Regions from separate parts of the Mus musculus genome. Here region 2 is linked to region 1. A link is a contact called in public promoter capture Hi-C data. All regions are on one chromosome and are shown on one strand. Each heading gives the region's core, a stretch centred on a gene start, on an enhancer-like site or on the middle of the called end of the contact. The rest is flanking DNA. Distances are from core to core; before and after follow the strand shown.

Region 1 (4,828 bases), core at 1,884-4,383:
CTCGAACTCAGAAATCCGCCTGCCTCTGCCTCCCAAGTGCTGGGATTAAAGGCGTGTGCCACCACCGCCTGGCAGGAGAATATTTTTTTAAGAGTTATTTATTTATTTTATGTATATGAGTACACACTGTAGCTGTACAGATGGTTATGAGCCTTAATGTGGTTGTTGGGAATTGAATTTGGGACCTCTGCTTGCTCCGGTCAACCCTGCTTGCTCTGGGATTTATTTATTTATTATTATAAGTAAGTACACTGTTGCTGTCTTCAGACGCAATATGTGGTTGCTGGGATTTGAACTCAGAACCTTTGGAAGAGCAGGCTTACTCACTGAGCCATCTTGCCACCCCCGAGGAGAATCTTAAATTCAAGAATTCAAGACTACCTTAAATCAAGAACAACAGCCAGGTGTGGTGGCGCATGCCTTTAATCCCAGCACTCAGGAGGCAGAGGCAGGCGGATTTCTAAGTTCGAGGCCAGCCTGGTCTACAAAGTGAGTTCCAGGACAGCCAGGGCTACATAGAGAAACCCTGTCTTCAAAAACCAAAACCAAAACCAAAACCAAAACCAAAACCAAAACCAACAACAACAACAAAAACCCCCAAGAACAATAACAAAAGAGTTAGCAAGATCACTTAGCTGGTAAAAGATGCTTGCTGCCAAGACAGACAATCCAGGTTGAATCCCTAGGACTCATAGGGTAGAAGGACTGAATCTCGAAAATTGTCCTCTGGTCTTTGTATGAATATGCACTGCCCTTCAACAAATATATGAACATATTATTATTTTGGAGAGTCTCACCATTATTCCTGCCTGGTTTGGAACTTACTCCTTAGACCAGGCTGGCCTTGAAGTCACAGACGTTCACCTGCCTCTGCCTCTGCCTCCTGAGTGCTGGAATTAAAGGCATTGCACCATCAGGTCCACCCAAAATAGATATAATTTTAAGAATTAGAAAAAATGAATATTATCAATTAAAATATTGGGAGTGCCAGGAATCGGGAGGCAGAGGCAGGTGTCTCTCTGGGATCTTGGTAAGTTTGAGAGGCTACCCTGATCTACAGAGGAAGTTCTAGGACAACCAGAGCTACACAGAAAACCCTTACCTTGAAAAATCTATCGATCTATCGATCTATCTATCATAATATATGATCAATATAAATATCACACATATACACACGATAGTTAATGTCCCTTCTCCTTCTCTTCTTCCTTCTTTTGGAGTTGGGGTTTTATGTTGTCCATGCTGGCTTGGAATTTGCTATGTAGCCCAGGATGTCCTTGAACAACTTTTTTTGTTTTGTTTTGAGACAAGTTCTAAAATGTACCCCTGGCTGTCCTGAAACTCCTTATGTAGACCAGGGTGGCCTCAAGCTCACAGAGATCCACCTGTCTCTGTCTCCCAAGATCTGTAATTAAAGACGTGCCACCATGCCCAGCTATGAACTTCTGATTTTCTTGCCTCTACCCCTCAAGGGCTAAGATTGGTAGGCTTGTGCCATGATGCCCACATATCTATCTCTGTATCTCTCCCTCTTATATATAGAGACAGGGTTTCTCTGTATAGCCCTGGCTGTCCTGGAACTCACTTTGTAGACCAGGCTGGCCTCAAACTCAGAAATCTGCCTGCCTCTGCCTCCTGAGTGCTGGGATTAAAGGCGTGCACCACCATGCCCGGCTGCATCTCTCCCTCTTAAGAAAGAGTCTTACTATGTAACTCTGGTTATCCTGGAACTACCTATTCCAGGCTGGCCTCTCATTTTTTTTAAAGCACCCTTTTCATCAGATATGTGCCTAGATATTTAACCCATAGCATTCTATGAAGTATCTCCTTTTAGTTAACATTGGTAAACTCTTGCCATCCATCTCAACTCTCCTGAATTTGTTCCCCTTGAAAAATCCAGGCATGGACGAGAAGTTGTTTAAAAACTTTTTTTTTTTTTTTTTTTTGGTATTTTTTGAGACCGGGTTTCTCTGTATAGCTCTGGCTGTCCTGGAACTCACTTTGTAGACCAGGCTGGCCTCAAACTCAGAAATCTGCCTGCCTCTGCCTCCCAAGTGCTAGGATTAAAGGCATGTGCCACCACCGCCCAGCTTACTTTTTTTTTTTTTAACCTATTTATTTAGTGTGTTTGTGGCGGCGGTGACACTGCAATCCACTAAAGTCAGAGGACATCTTGTGAACTTGTATTGATTCTCTCCTTCAACAGCTTACCTCAGATCATAAGACTTGTGCCTTTCCTCTCAGTCATCTCTCTGTACCGAAGGGTTGGTTTTGAAAGCAGTTCAAACACAATACAACTCTTCTTCCCGGTGCTATCGGGAATTTTGCTCATGTTTTATGCCCTAGTGAGTTCTCCTCCTTATTTGACTTATAAGGGTGTTAACCTCTCTTTCTTCATCGTCCTTGACAATCTGGGAACTCCTTAAGGCTGCTCACAGCCTCTCAGGAACTGCTCCTAATGACTTCTAGGGATCCTGTTCGGCCCCCTGAAGTGCCTTTAATGATTCTTAGAATCACCCTGTTCGCTCCAAGAGCTGCTAATGACCCCAAATTTTCGCTCAAGGGGAGCCGCTTTTAAAAAGCCTCAGGGATATCTTCCTTCAGGATCTGTCCTAATGACCCCCCAGGGCTCCTTCTCCTGGAGCAGATCTTTACCTAACCCGCCTTGCCAGCAGGCGAGGGGCTTCTTAGAGAAGAGAGTCAAACTGAGAGTACTGGGCAAACTTGGACATGCTGGTCACGTTCTCTGAACTCCTTGACTTTAGAAACTTTCCCGGAGGTCTTCCATCGCCTTTATATCTTAGGCAAAGGAGTTACTCCAAGAAAATTAGGCTTATCCTTTCGCTAGAAACATCCTATAACCACCTGCTCGCCCTTCCCCATAACCGGCTAGCCCATTTCAGGGTATTCGCTTCTTTCTACCCAGCTTAACTATGGAGATCTGAGTCAGCCTCTGATAGGCTAACTCTGGATCCAGCCCTGATGCTCAGTGGCCCCAGTCCCCGGAGGCTCAGCGTTTTCTCCTGGCAACAGCTCGAGACGACGCTCATAGGCTAAGCGGACTCGTAGTTCCAGACGCCGAGTCGGTGTAGTGAGTGTTCATTGGTTAGCTGAGGACCTAAAGCCATTCTTGGGTTGGTTGACTATGGGCTCTGTGAGGCTGCGCAGAGTCAGACTTTAAAGGAGGCGGAGCTCTGTCTTTCGCCCTCAAGAAAGACAGTGGGATCGGCGAGTGGCGACAACAGCAATCGGGCCTGAGCCCTGCTAGGGCTTTAGGCTCCAGGTGAGAGCCATCGGGTTTTGGATTCCCCAAGGGGTTGATGCTGCCAAAACCCTTGGCCGTGAGCTCCAGTGGGGGAGGGTGGTGAGGTGGGTCTTTCTGTGCTCTGTGATCGACATGGGGTTTGAGCAATAGAGAAAGGAGCTTCTAAAATAAGTTTTGCGATTGGTTCTTTCCAATCTCTAGTGGCCAATGGGCGTCGGGAGAGGGGGGCGGGCCCACTGGGCCTTATTTTCTTCTTCCTGCGGCCGGGCCTCCCTCGCCTAGGCGGTGGGGCCGGGAGGGGCAGTGTCTGTAAGTGGTGTGTGGGGACACTGGGAACCGGGCTGCCTTTGGAGGGATGCCGCGGGGGTGGCTGCGGGGGCGGAGAGTGCGGGAGTTTCAGGTCACTGTTAGCAACAGCTGCCTTTATGGAGTGCTTACCGGGCCTAGCGTTTAGGGCTCGCTTGCATCATCTAAGTTAATCATACGATCCATCAAGGCAGGGGTTTGGGGTCCCCATTTTGCAGGTGGAGAAACTGAGACTCATCCAGTCCATTCACACAGCCAAGGTGTTAAAAAGTGACAGAGATCAGACCGGTATTCAGAGTTTTCACTCTAGAGCCGAAGGTTTAGCTCCCGGTACTCTTTGCTTTGTTGCTGAAGGCGGACGGGAAGGTGCCCCAGACCAGATTTCCCCAAGGGAATAGATCGCGGGAATGGAACCCTAGAGTTAAAGTAATGGGATGATCCGCTAAAGTGAGCAGAGGATATGAGTTATTCAGCAGTTACTGAGTGCCTACTTTGTGGCGAGCATTGTTCTAGCTTCTGGACACACAAAGATAAACAGAGCTAGAGGCAGATGAAGCAACATTGTGACCACCTTTGAAGCCCAGGGGAGGAGCCCCAGTCTGATATTTATGATACCTTTTTGTAAAAATTTCAAAAGTAGAATATATTGAAAATTTCCTTTTAAAAGGAAAAGTCTCCTAAATTGAATAGGCTTCAAGTTCCTCCACACTTTCAGAGAAGTCTTAGTTCATGTAAGTATTAGAGCTGAGGTAGCAGAAAGTGGTAGAAGATGCTTTAGAGGGGGCACTTTGGATACATTTCCTGGTATGTAAAGCAGGGATAACAGTATATCTTTTATGCAAAGTTAATGAAAAATGCCTAGCCAGAAATCCCTCCCTTGGAGTGGAATGGAAACCCAAGAGTTACCATGACAGGGTTTCTGTTTAATGCCCTGGAGTTTGCCTCCATGCTGCTTCCCAAAACCCATGCTAGGTTGTGGGCAGGTTGTAGGCAGCTTTCTCCTGTATAGTGAGTAGGACTGCCAGTGGCTTTGAGGAAACAGAACTCCTGGGCTGTGAGTGAGGAGGTCCAGTGAAGGACATACCAGTTTTGCTTCTAAACTGGCTCCTTTTTAGCATGCATTGTCTTTTTCTGGTTGTGGCGATTGTGGCGATCTGTTGTATTACCAACACTGGGTTTAGGCTCTGCCCACTTACTTGAGGACCTCATCCAAAAATGTCTATGTATTTTCTCCCGGCAGTTGGGGAGTGTGCCCTG
Region 2 (4,970 bases), core at 1,613-4,112, 1.1 Mb before region 1:
ACCTCCTGACTGAGGAGCTTGTCTTGCAGTCCCCTTTCAGTCTCCTACATGCTCCCCTCACCCCTCAGCATGCACACACACTCACGCACATGCACACACGCACACGTGCACACACGCACAGACATGCACATGTGCACACACACACATGCACACACACAGCAGGAGGAGCCTTTAATCTGAACTGGAGTGCAGACAGGTTTAACTGTGCTCTCAGGATCCAGCCCAGGCAGCCCTGAGAGTCCTTGAAGAGATGGTCCCAGTCCCAGCTTGGCTCCTTGAGTTAGACCTTGTATGGCAGGTCTTGGTGCTGTAGCTGTCCACTAGACAGAATACAATCTCTTGTCTGAATTCTCATCTCTGTCTTCTCCATGGACCCTTGCTGTGGAGACAGCCCAAGCATCGTTTCCCACCACCACCCCTACCCACCCCAGAGTGAGCAGGACATCTGGCCTGGAAACTAGCATTCTTCACTCCTGTCTGGGCTGAAAGGAAGGGAAAACCCAGGTAGACTCAGGCCCATCTGAAATCTCTTACCTAGTCCTTCACCCACCAGTGGCCTTACAAATGGCCTGCTTCCTGAAGCTACCTCCCTCAGTCAGAGCCCCCTGCTGAAAGCAAGGCAGCAGCCAGTTGTCTGCACTGGCCTCCTCCCTGCACACAGCAGAGGGCAGCTACAGCCTTACCCAGGATGAAGAGCAAATTCTCATAGCTGCTGGGCCTTACCTTAGCTATTTTCTCCAGTCTCATGTTTCCAGCACCCCCCCCCCCATTCTACTTCCTCCTCCAGGAAGCCATCTTGGCCTGCTGACACTAACGGAAGTAAAACAAGCCCAGGTGTGCTGAGCCCTGGGAGAAGTCCCTCTCCTCATCACCTCTTAGGTCCTCCCAACCACAGGAGACCTGGTTCTGACAGGAAAAGGCTAAGTCACAAGTGATCCAGGTCACCCCGGCAAGAACGTGGAGTTAGACTTCAGACTTCACGTGGCTCTCCTTTCTTAGAAACTAGCTGGGGCCTGTTACCTATTTCCTCTTCCAAGTGACAGCCCTGGGCCCGGGTAGGACAGATAGGAAGGAGGCCCAGCCCCAGCACTCACCTGGCATTGACAGGAGTGCTGGGGTTGAAGAATTCCTGTGTTACCAGGGTAGCATACCAGGAGACAGCAGTCAAAGTACAGAGACCTAAAGAACCAAGTAGGGAAGCTCAGCTCTGCCTGGGCCGGCCAGCCGCAAAAGCTGGGCTAGCCACATAGTCAAGAGGGGAGAGGAAGCTGGGCACTCACCTGCCAAGAGGAAGAGAGCACCTCCGGAGATGGCCACACGGCTCTTGGCAGTGGGGTTACTGTCTCCAACCCGAGTGCACTTCATGCCCACGACACTGAGCACCATGGCCACAAAGCCCAGGAGCACAGCCACGACCATCAGGGCTCGTGCTGACTGGATATGACCTGAGGCAGGTTAAGAAAGGTCTGAGCACGAGTGGGGAACTCGGAGAGGGGTGGTGGGGTGGTGGGGTTGTAGGGGGGTGCAAAATGGAGGTGTTAGACCTGAAATGAGAGGAAGCTGGCGTGGAAGGGCTTGGGTAGAAGCCTGAAGAGGCCTGAGCACTTGCCTGCTTGTGAGAAGAGACAATGAGTGTTTGAGGAGAGGGGGCAGAGTGAGGTCATTGTCACTGCTGACCCCGTTTCCCACCGGCCCTGACTGGCTCCTTTCTCCTGGGTCTGGTACACCCTCAATCAAGCAGCAGGAGATGGGGCAGAGTATCACTCAGGATCACCAGAGGTAGAGCTGAAAGTGCCTGAGAACCAGCTAAACCCAGCTTGGTTCCCAGCAGCAACCCTGTCAATCGTCCCTGTCAATCATGGAATCCTATGCTTTTTTCTTTGGGAGTGTATTGGTCAGTTCTAGGCCCCAGGCAGCAGGAGACTTAGATCCCTGAGGGAGGCAGGCCAGTGGTTTGTCTGGACCAGTGTGAGTGGGACTGACTGTGTGGGCTCTACTTTGAGCCCTGTCGGAGTGCAAGTGCGATGGTCCCCAAGGTCAGAGCTGTAATGGTGTCTGACTCTGTGTGTGTGTGTGTCCGTGTGTGTGTGTGTGTCCGTGTGTGTGTGTGTGTGTGTGTGTGTGTGTCGGTGTGTGTGTGTAAACATATCTGTCAATATGGAATATGGAGAGAAGAGGAGTGGAGAATGATAACAGGCTTATGAAACCAGACCCTCATCTCAGTCCACCCTCCCATGCCCTGTGTATTAATGGCCTGGTTACACAGGAGAACATTAGAACGCAAGGGTTGAATGAGTGGGTATTAGGACCGGGAGCCCAGGCTGCCAGCTTCTTGTGTTCCTGCCTCCTCAGAGCCTAGAGACCTGACTGGCCTGGACTCTCCGGTGTACACAGGACAGAAGTTAGGGACTCCCACAGGGGCTGGAGTGTGCCACCCAGCACTAAGGACAGGCTGTGAAAAAGCTTGCCGACAACCTCCCCAGCCCAGTCAGTGCCCCGTCAGTGCCCCCTCCCCGGCTCCCACCGGAGGCCTACCGTCCAGGGCCAGGAGTGAATCGTAGAGTTTGCATTGCACCTGCCCGGTGCTCTGAGAGGCGCAAGACATCCACAGCCCTTCGTAGAGGCCCACGGCAGTGATGATGGCATCGCCTGCATAGGAAGACTGCTTCCACTGTGGCAGGGCAGTGCTGGCGATGATGCCCACCCAGCCGCCCAAGGCTAGGAAGTAGCCCAGGAGCTGGAGGCCCGAGTTGGCCATGGCCCAGGTAGGAGTCTGAGAGTTCCAGGACTCAGAGATGGGCCAGGGTGTGGAGGAGCGTTGTGGTCATGGTAAGAGGAACAGCCGGAAAAGGGGAGCTAAGTGGCACAGGAGGAGAGGAGGAGAGGGGATGGCTGGCTGGCCAGCAGAGGCAGTGGCTGCTGATTCCAGAATGCAGGGGGCGGCCTTGGGGCTGGAAAAGGCCAAAACCCGCCCACAGACAGTCCCCAGCAGAGCTCTTTTCGCCCAGTTTCTTGGGAGTGGAGGGTAGAACCTAGGATCCAAGCTGGGGTACCCCTGCCCTCCCTGTCTCAATAGTAAGGAAGGGAGGGGCTAGGAGGAGTGACTCTTCCCCCTTTTAACCAGGGAAACCCCTTTAGGAGTGATTCCAGTGCTCTGGGATTCTCCTAATCCCTTCCCCAGCACCAGCTCAGTGGATGGCTTTGCTGTGCTTCAGTGCCTGATCTGAAGCGGCGGTTTCTTGCCCACTGACTTGAGGACAGAAAAAGAAAGAAATTTTAGTTACAGCAGGAAAAAACTATAGAGTTCTCTCTCTCTCTCTCTCTCTCTCTCTTCCTCTCTCTCTCTCTCTCTCTCTCTCTCTCTGTGTGTGTGTGTGTGTGTGTGTGTGTGTGTGTGTGTGTGCTGGGTATGGAAACCAGGCTTTGTTGTACATGCTAGGCAAGCACTCTACCACTGACCTAGATCCCCTGGAGTTAGTTTTGGATCAGGGCTTTAAGGCCAGATGTGCAGAGACTCAGTTAAATATGAGCTGCTGGGGAGAAGAGTCCTAGGTACCTGGAAACCATGTCTATCAAAATGGGAGAGGCCAAAGCAGGGAAGATGTGCTATGGGGTCTGTCTGCGATCTGAGGAGTCAGAAGAGGGACCCACAGTAACTGGGCCAGTGGTAGCTGTCTGCCAGCCTCAGGACGTGGTGGGGAGCTGGGGAGATCTGCGCCAGCATCTGTCCTGAACTTGGAGGAAGAAGAACTGCTCAGCCAGTTAATCCCTTTGCTGGCTGGTTCAGCAGCTCCTGCTGGGACCTGAGACAGCAGGCCCTGGCCCCTAGCTCCAGAACAGCCTGGCAGGGGCAGGGGCCTCTGTGCATTCCTGGGGTTCAGGCTCACCGCTCCTAGACCCCTGCCCGCCCCTTCTCACTCAGCCCTCGGGAGCAGGGAATGTTTAACTCCCCTGGGTCTCATTAGCAATCCTCTCACGTTCATTTCAGCCCCACAGGCTTGGCATGGGTGCAGGAGGAATGTCACACCCCTGCTCCCGCTCCAGCCTCCCAGCCACCTCTCTTACATCCCCTGCATCCATCCCACTGCCTTTCCTGAGCTGCAACATGGCCAGCTTCCTCCCCCACACCTTCAACCCCCACAGCAGGGACAAACCCCCAGCCTGCTGCCTTACATTCCTCACGTGGGTGCCTGGCACTCTCAGACAATGGCAAGCCTATGTGCCTGCTCAGGGCGTGGGCCCCTGGTATGGCCTGCAGCTCCAGCTCAGCTCCAGGGACCTGGGGGAAGCTGGGTAAGGGGCGAGTGCTGTTTGGTAGACAGTGCCACACACTGGGTCCCTCTGACTTCTTGTGCACACTGGACCTGCTTCTTAGAGTAGCTGGCCAATCCCCAAAATAGCAGTGGGGGCCAGAAGGGTGACAGAAAAGATGGTTCAGACTTCAAATTCTCCTGCCATGAACGATAAGACAACAGAACCAAAGGAAACAGGGGAGATTACCAGAGCCCAGAGTGAGGCAGGAGATACAAGCAAAAGACTCCTGGGGGTAGTAAGGCTCAGGTAACCTCAAGGCAGACCTTCCAACTAGGCAGGTAACTGGGCTGTGTAGGTGCTGGTTCCTATGGCCTCTCCCCATGTCTTTGCCTTTCTGCCTTTTGGAGGGAGTGGGGATAGGGATGGGAGTGCCTCATAAGCTGCTCCCTACTAATGAGACAACTGAGGAGTTCAGCATCTTCATCATTAAAAGCCGGGCAGTGGTGGCACATGCCTTTAATCCCAGCACTCGGGAGGCAGAGTCAGGCGGATCTCTGAGTTCGAGGCCAGCCTGGTCTACAGAGTGAGTTCCAGGACTTCACTGAGAAACCCTGCCTCATCCACCACCACCCCCAAAAAAGAGATACTGTTTTGCTGAGCTGGCATGAAGCTTAGGGGAGTCAGAGGGTCTGCACTGGTAGCAACTCTACAGAGGC

Evidence for each region. Promoter capture Hi-C pulls out the DNA fragments that hold promoters and counts their contacts.
Region 2: a promoter capture Hi-C map of embryonic stem cells shows a contact between it and region 1, with 6 times the contacts expected there. The contact joins the promoter of Cldn19 here to the promoter of Kdm4a in region 1. A contact is called at or near these places in 1 of 39 promoter capture datasets (embryonic stem cells) and 1 of 484 Hi-C or Micro-C datasets (B cells).

What each region holds. Positions count from the first base shown.
Region 1 is chr4:118,178,348-118,183,175 of GRCm38.p6, reverse strand. It overlaps Kdm4a (lysine (K)-specific demethylase 4A), which reads left to right and starts at 3,133. Exons shown (of 22, transcript NM_001161823.1): 1 at 3,133-3,283.
Region 2 is chr4:119,253,361-119,258,330 of GRCm38.p6, reverse strand. Cldn19 (claudin 19) reads right to left here and starts at 2,862. Exons shown (of 5, transcript NM_001038590.1): 1 at 2,536-2,862; 2 at 1,281-1,445; 3 at 1,095-1,179. The coding sequence starts at 2,758. It overlaps Gm12927 (a long non-coding RNA gene), which reads left to right and starts at 1,081. Exons shown (of 2, transcript XR_376592.4): 1 at 1,081-1,464.